2 separate regions of the Mus musculus genome follow, and region 2 is linked to region 1. Evidence: chromatin contacts called from public HiChIP or PLAC-seq data. All regions are on one chromosome and are shown on one strand. Each heading gives the region's core, a stretch centred on a gene start, on an enhancer-like site or on the middle of the called end of the contact. The rest is flanking DNA. Distances are from core to core; before and after follow the strand shown. Region 1 overlaps Gm34568 (predicted gene, 34568). Region 2 has its middle 160 kb from the start of Dmrta1.

Region 1 (3,922 bases), core at 1,028-3,527:
TACATCATTTTTCAGTTATTAGCTAAAAATCAAAGAGGAGCTCTTGAGAAGAAAAAGAGATGTAATTATTTTGGAGACATGGCTTTTTTCACCTCTAAGCATACATTATAATAAAATTAAATTACATTGGTGGATAATAAGAAAAAAAATGTGATGCAATGGACAGTGGAAGAAAAGGGGGAAAGCTCCTACCTCCAGTGGCTTATCCTAAACTCCACTAAGTAGACTATTCTCAGTGGACTTTGGAATGGGGCTGCATGGACAAACAGCATTCTGGTCTCATAGAAACAGAACTGCCCAGTTTTCCATAGCAGCAGCATCTATTAGCAGGGATCAAGCTTAATACAGGAAATTATCCCAAACTCATAATGCCATTTTTATCAAATGCAATACTTCCACCATATTTGCATATCGCCTTACAGACAAGTTGTCTGCATGGAGTGATCACAACTTAAAGTCAATATGGCTCATTTATGGCTGGATCAGAGAACAACTTGGTGACTAAAATGTGCAAACAGAAATGTAGACAGGGATGTCTAAGCTACTGCTCCAATATCGGAGCATGCTCATTTCACTTAGAGAAAGGTTGAAGTCTTTCCTTAGACAGAAGAAACCCACTGGGCCCTAATCAATGGGAAGTATTTAAAAATCAATGGATCTGTGCACGCATGAGTGTGTGTGCATCTGGGCACACACACCCCATACCATTGATTCAGTACATTATTACAAGATTTCATTTTATAGCCATATTTGTAATTATCTATTTTCAACAAGCTGCTTGAAGGAAAGTCTCATTTGCCCTATGCATGTTTCACTACAATGTGTTATATACGTAAATAAGCAATAAATGTTTTTCATAACTAAACTGAATCAAATGACTTTCCAGTCGTTTTCAACTGACATGGTTCTCAAGCATTGTAGTCTCTAATTCCTTGCTGGGCATGAGACACTCAGTGATTTAGTCACCACATGACAATGCATGAATCGATGCCGATGAGGGCTAAATGTCACTTTTGCAATACTTACAAGGCTGCTGGTGTACAACAAGACTTTTGTCTCAAGTCAGATCTAACGAGGCAAGTTGTTTGTACATGCTAATGGAATAGATGCCCTCATTTGTTCTTGCAGCAATTGCAGCATGATTACTACTTATAAAGACCCCCCGGGGGATGTGCATTTTTTTTTGCAAGCTATAAGCTCTTCCTCACTTAAGCTTTTCTTTACTTTAAAGAATGAACATTTTTAAAGGCAACTATATTTGTTTTAAAGGACTAACAGCAATTGCAACCAAGCAATAATTTTGAACTTTTGATTATTGTCAGCAATTTGCTTTAGAGTGACTAAAGCCTAAAAATTGGTTCAAATATCTACTTCATAGACATTAAAAAAAAGTTGGCTGACTCAAATACGTTCTGAACTCTCTATTGAAGAGGCAACCTCTCAGCTAGGGGCCTACAAAATTCTCACTTAGCTTGCTCTCTGGAGCTGTGGAACACCACCACACTTCCTCAGTTCCCTGGTAGCAGATTAGTACCTCCTGCCCTGTCTATAGAAACCCAGCAGGACGTTTCTATAGATACCACCTTGCCTTCCTTTTATTGGGTTTTCAGTGGTTCTATCTTTAACCATACCTACACTTTCAAAGAGCTAGGCAGGCTGCTTGGCTTCAGTGCAAATGCAAACGCTGAGATGGCTCAGCCTACTTTTATTCTAAAAAGGAACGCACAAATAGGAAGAGTGATGCTGCAAAGAGAGAACACTACAGAATTGCTGTAGTAGAGATCAAGTACCACGCCAGATGCACAAGTAGAAGATGAGTTTAATTGGTTATCTACTACAAGAGTTCTAACCTAAATGATCAGAACCAAGAATTTCACTGAGTTTCTAGAAGTATCTTGGGTAGATGATCTTATTTCAACTCATTAAAACAGCCCCATTTACCTAATTCAACTGAATTGTTGGACCATCACCTTTTTCAGGAGAACATGAAAGTCAAGAATTAGTTGCTCTCTGCTTCCAAATGCTGTTTACTTCAGAAAGCTCCAGCCAACTACATTTCCTGTCTTGGTCTCTTTTTTCACACGTTTCTCTTTCCGGCTTTATTTTTTTCACTTGACCTTTCCTCTCAATATCTTTTCAATTTTCAAAGAGGCATGTGTTGGGGCACAGTTGGATTTGGGCAATAGGCTTAGGGCAGGAAGGTGTGGTTAGGGTGGAGGGGGTAAGAAGCCATTCTGGCTGCTTTATTTTCTCATCTCAAGTCCTGGTAAAAGGCAGGCTTTGTATGTGTGGGTGTTTTTCTATGATGTGCAAGTACGCACAACTCTATTTTCTCAAGTGAGTAACTATGAGTGTACATATCTTGGAATAATCCACAAATTTATGTAAGCTACAAAGGAAACTGCACACTCACAGGAAATTTTACTTGATTCACAGCTTTACAGACAATGCAACCAGTTAGTGTCTACCGAACTAGTTACATAGAGAAGAGCATGCTTTCTTTTTATTTTATTCTTAATGGAAATAAGTAACTCATTTGCTTGGAAAGAAATCACTTTGTTGAATAAATGCCTTCATAAGCCCAGGACAAATTTAATTCAGTATTGTTTGGGTTATAGCAACAGAATGCAACATTGTTAATTTTCCAACAAAAAGGGGGTAACTTAGTGATTCACAATAAATTTCCAAGACAATATGTGCAGAAATCCTTGTGGAAAAATGCTTTTAAGTATTGCTTATGATTTGAGTGAGAGGGCAGGGATAGAGATTTAGAATTTCTCAAAGAATGTTGGAGCAGAGTGAGCCCTTAGGAACCCTGGGTACAGTCCCTCATTTTATAAATAGATACTATCTACCTCTTAAATGAGGAAGAGGAGGAGCCTAATGTTTCTGCACTTTCCGTTAAATCTATATAGCCCATTAAAAAGTAAAACATGTACTCATCTGCATTATATTTAAATCATGAATATATTATATAGAAATCTAAACCAGGCATACATATCTGTCTTTTGAAGCACCTATCATTTCTTGTACACACACACACACACACACACGGGGGGGAGGGGGATGCGTATTCAATCTTGGGAGCCATTCACATTACTGTTTTTTGTTTTAAATTTTTTCTTAGTTTTTTTTTTAAGAGTTCCATGCCATATGTTTTAATCATATTCACTGCCCCCCCCCCCAAACTCTTCTCCAATTCATCAGTCTCTTCCCAACTCAACAAACTTTGTAATTTTTTTCAATCTTTCATGGACAATTTCTGTTTTTGAGACAGGGTCTCTGAGGTCTAGAGCTTACCAAGTGGGCTGACCAAGGGGGCCGGCAAGTCCCAGGGCTGGGCTTATCTTTGCTTTCCCGGTACTGGGATCATGAATACGTGGCAGGACACCAGCTGTTTTCCATGAGTTCTGGGAATCAAATTCAGGCCCTTGTTCCTATAAGGCAAACACTTTACAAACAGAACCTAGGCCCACTTATTACTTCCTGGTGGGGAAATGTTCAAACTCTTTTCTGTGAGACAAAGAGTAAGAGAATATGTTATTACCTATTGTCACTGTCCTGTGCAACACACCACTAGAACTTTTTTTCTACCTAACTGTAAGTTAATACCTGATAATTAGCCTCTTTCCGTTCTTTCTCCCTCCCTACACTTACCAGCCTCTGGTAATTATCATTTCACTCTTCATTTCTAAGAGATGGATTTTTTTTTCTCCTCTGCTGTTAGTGAGGTCACGCAGGTGCGGGACTTTCTGTGCCTGCTCATTTCACTTAACATAATGACCTCTGGTTTCATCAGTGCTGCTACAAACCACAGGGTTTCATTCTTTCATGAAAATATGAATCATATTCATGAACGTGTGGCGTGTACCAGGTTTTCCTCATTGGCGCATCAACCAATGGGCGCTTATGCTGTTTCCAT
Region 2 (3,739 bases), core at 548-3,047, 530 kb after region 1:
TTTTGTGTGCAAAATTTTAACAGATCAAGTACCACGGGGACAACTTCCAATCACAGTAGATAAGTTTGTGTAATGAAAAGATTCTTTCAGCCCTGAATTTATGGAGTGAATTAATTAAAACAATAACAATAACATCCAGTTCTGTTTTTTAAGTTGTCAGTAAGCAGTGGGCAAATCCAGACATCCTACTTTTTACCTGTGACTGAGCCTCATTCACAGACTATTAATGAAGGTATTAAGGACTGATCGAGTCAGTATTCTTAAACAACTTTGGATCAATAAAGTTCACTGAGGACTTGAATTTTCTCCTTTGAACGTGTCTGGCTGTCAGGCTGTCTTGGCCAAACTCTGAGGCTTGAATTTGCAGAGGAACATATTGTCAGGCCCCATAACTTGGAGCTGCTTTTGGTTTTGTTTTTTTGTTAGAGGTTGCTGTTCATTGAGTTTAATCCTTTTTCATCTGGCTTGTATATTGTTTTTACAATCCTTTTTATGACCAGATATATTTCACTAGCAATTTCCATTCGTGTTTCCACCCCACCCCCAGGCTAGACTCTCAGGTTTGCATAGATCTTAATTACATAGATCAATGATTATAAAGATCATTCTATCTCAGAACGACTTCTCAAAACACAGTGTCTGAAAACAATGCTTGTGGGCAAATAGGTTATTTGAGAAGTGACTTCAAGAGATCAGAGAATGGATAAAGAGAGGGCGAATGGATAAAGAAGGAAGGAAGAGGATCCCTCCTTCCAGGGGAGATTGCTGTGGTGACTTCCACGAGAATCTTCACCATAGCAGCTCCGAGATGCTTCCCTTTGTCCCAACCTTCACTTGAATCCACAAGTCACACTGAATCTGATGTTTTTGTTTGAGGTTTGATCCCAGGGACTTTAGGACACACCCTGGCTGCACAGCCAGGGGCTGGGAATGTTATGGGACAAAAAGAAGACTCACAGGAATCTTGGTGGACTGTGCTTAGCACATGGTTGCATCCACTCTGCGTTTGTATACAGACTTCCACTGGCGAGGTGATCCCAGGAGTGTGGCACACGTAACAGATTCGGAAGCTAGCTGTCTATGCTGCTGCTCATGTAGTGTATGTGTACATGACTAAGCCCATTCACTAAAATGTGGGGTAACTTTGTTGTTATTGGATATTGCTTTTATTAGAAATAATAAGTCAGATTAGAAAGCCTGAATAGATTGTTGTATGAGGCTGGGATTCTTAGCTACAATTCAGAAGCAGTTAGTTGTATGGTATATAGAATCAGCTTTTCTTAAAATTGTAACTAATGAGAATTTCTTCTTACTGTTGCCCTCAGACCTAGGCCTGTGTGTATATGGTCTTGGTTTTTATCTATTCACAAACATTGCCTTTTAGGCACTTTGTACAAGGCTCTCTAATCAAAAGTAATTTCTGTGATTTCTGAAAACTTCTTATCGTTTTGTAGTTAAATTCTTACAAGATCCACCAGAATGGATCAGACATTTGGCTTGACTCTCACTTATATGCTGTTTTTACATTCCGGATTGTGGCTTCCCATTTTGTAAAAACCTGGTTAATTTTCAACTACTCTAATTACTAAGCTTTCAATTTCCCCTGATCCTTGAAGTTATACATTCTGTGTTCAATAAAAGTAATGTATTTCGGCTCCTCACTTAGATGCTTAGATCTGGAACCTAAGAGATTATAATTAGTTCACCCCTGTGCCTCACAGTGTAACATAGTGCGCTTAAAAATATTTATGCAATGCTTAGGGGAAACCCCTAAAATGTCTTCTCATCTTTGTAAGAAAATGGAGCTATAAAAACATTTCTGACTCATGTCTTCAGATGCATAAATGTTCCGTTTCTATTTAAGAAACTCTAGGCTTTAAAATACCAATGACTCAGCTTGCCAGGTGTCTGCAGACAGATTTTCTTTTTTAAGTTTTAAATCAAAATAGTGACTCAGGTAGTTTCAACAAAAGTGAGAAATGAGAAAACACGCAGATTATGCACACGATGAGTCAAATTTGACTTAGAAAGATACTGGTTGTGAAAGTCCATGTGTCTCATGTCACCATCTATCTGAGATCTCTCCTGTGTGTAGCAGTGCTCACCCATGGCACTGTCTTGAGTGCACTTGGCTACCCATGAGAATGGCCTTATTTATAACACACAAGGGGTTTTGAGCTGACCACATTAAAACTTTTTGTAAAGCTGACCATGTTCTCCAAGAATCCCTCTTAATACTTAGCTGCATCTCCTTCTTTCATAGTTTTATAGCTTGGAGGCTTTTAGAGCTCAAAGTTCCCCCGTTGTATACATTTATCTCCCATCCAAGTGCTAACCTGGCCTGCCCTTGCTTAGCTCCCAAGAACAAACAGAATTGTGCTAGTTCAGGGTCCAATGGACATAGACTGAACATATGTACCTATGGGTAGAAAAAGAAGCCTCCAGAGATATAACAGAGATAGAGTGAATAACCAATTTTTTTTTGATAAGGAAAATAATTCTTGAATTTTGACCCAGACTCTTTTCTTCAAAGTATCTTGTTTGCACAGCACTCTCGCTTCTTTGGCAGTAGAGGGAAAAGAAATCTTGCACATTTGGCAACTGTTTCCAAGTCTTTAGCCAGAGAAAAGTTTGCATCCCATGCCAAAGGTGAAGCTTTATAGTAGAGGTGATACCTGGTCTTCGCTGAAGCAAAATCACAAATGACTGGTGCAGACATAGATTATTTCTGTCTCCTTGCCAAATTCTAGCAATTTGAAAGAATAGCGACTCAACCCGTGGGCAGACAGGGCAGGATGCTAGAACGTGGTTCCCGTGATTGGGAAGCCAAGCCTGGTTGGCTCATCCTTCTGGGGTCCCGGGGGTCCTTGACGGCTTGCGGATGAGACTGAATCTAGAGGTCAAGCTGTTGTAGAAGCGGCACCCTCCCATTTGCCAGCCGTGTAGCTCTGAGTAAGCTTTGTCAGCCCCCTGAAGTTTACTCTCACATTTAACATTTTAAGCTCTGAAGAAAAATATGACCTTCCCATGGGCGCATCTGCTAATAAAGTGGGCTTAATAAATAGAAATCGCCTTAATAAACACAAGCACACAGTGAATTCATTCCATCTTTCTCCTGTTTATTTTTCTCCCTCCTCCTTTGTTTCTCTCCTCTTTATTCTTAACTTCCTGGTGTGTAAAAGATAAGAACACAACAAGATTTACTGGAGGCACAAACACACAGAACCACTCAGATAGTGCCTTGAGTTAGGGTGTTTTAATGACGTTTTATGCCCACCCAGCCAAACCCACTCTGTACTGACAGAGGAGATTGTAGGAACCACAAAGTTATTCATAGCGTGACTCTCAGGCCCCAGTAACCATTACTCACCCCAGAGCAAGAGAAAGTTCCAGAAACATTTCTTTTCATATAAGGATGGCAAGGAGGAAAATGATGACTTGTGAATCCTTCATCGTATCTTTAGATAAAATAAATGAATTACTGTCTATGAAACCGCTGGGCTGGGTTCACCTGATGTTCTGAAAGCAGAGTGTCATCTCAGTTCCCATTTATGCTGGCCCAAGTGATTATATCCCTGTCCAAACAGTCACAGCCAATTAGTATTGGACACTCTTGTGTGTGACAGCTACCTTCTATGCACATTCCATGTATTAACTTCCCTCGTTACCACAGCTACTGTACACGAAGGACACTGTTCTCATTCCAGTTTAACAAAGATGGAAATGAGACAGAGACTGA

Evidence for each region. HiChIP or PLAC-seq counts read pairs in DNA pulled down with a chosen protein or histone mark.
Region 2: a contact with region 1 is called in a CTCF HiChIP or PLAC-seq map of the NIH/3T3 cell line, with 6 read pairs. The contact joins two enhancer-like sites. A contact is called at or near these places in 1 of 15 datasets of contacts at CTCF or cohesin (the NIH/3T3 cell line) and 2 of 115 datasets of contacts at active chromatin or transcription factors (bone marrow-derived macrophages and effector CD8 T cells).

The regions. Positions count from the first base shown.
Region 1 is chr4:88,999,399-89,003,320 of GRCm38.p6, forward strand. The region is part of intron 1 of Gm34568 (predicted gene, 34568); the gene reads left to right. Among named protein-coding and RNA genes, the nearest start is that of Gm34568, 45 kb to the left of the region's middle. Within about 2 kb of position 2,278, at least 33 of the 459 cell types and tissues checked have an H3K27ac peak or open chromatin away from gene starts, as enhancers often do. A contact at or near this core is called in the NIH/3T3 cell line, where this site is marked.
Region 2 is chr4:89,528,369-89,532,107 of GRCm38.p6, forward strand. No RefSeq gene overlaps it. Among named protein-coding and RNA genes, the nearest start is that of Dmrta1, 160 kb to the right of the region's middle. Within about 2 kb of position 1,798, at least 20 of the 459 cell types and tissues checked have an H3K27ac peak or open chromatin away from gene starts, as enhancers often do. A contact at or near this core is called in the NIH/3T3 cell line, where this site is marked.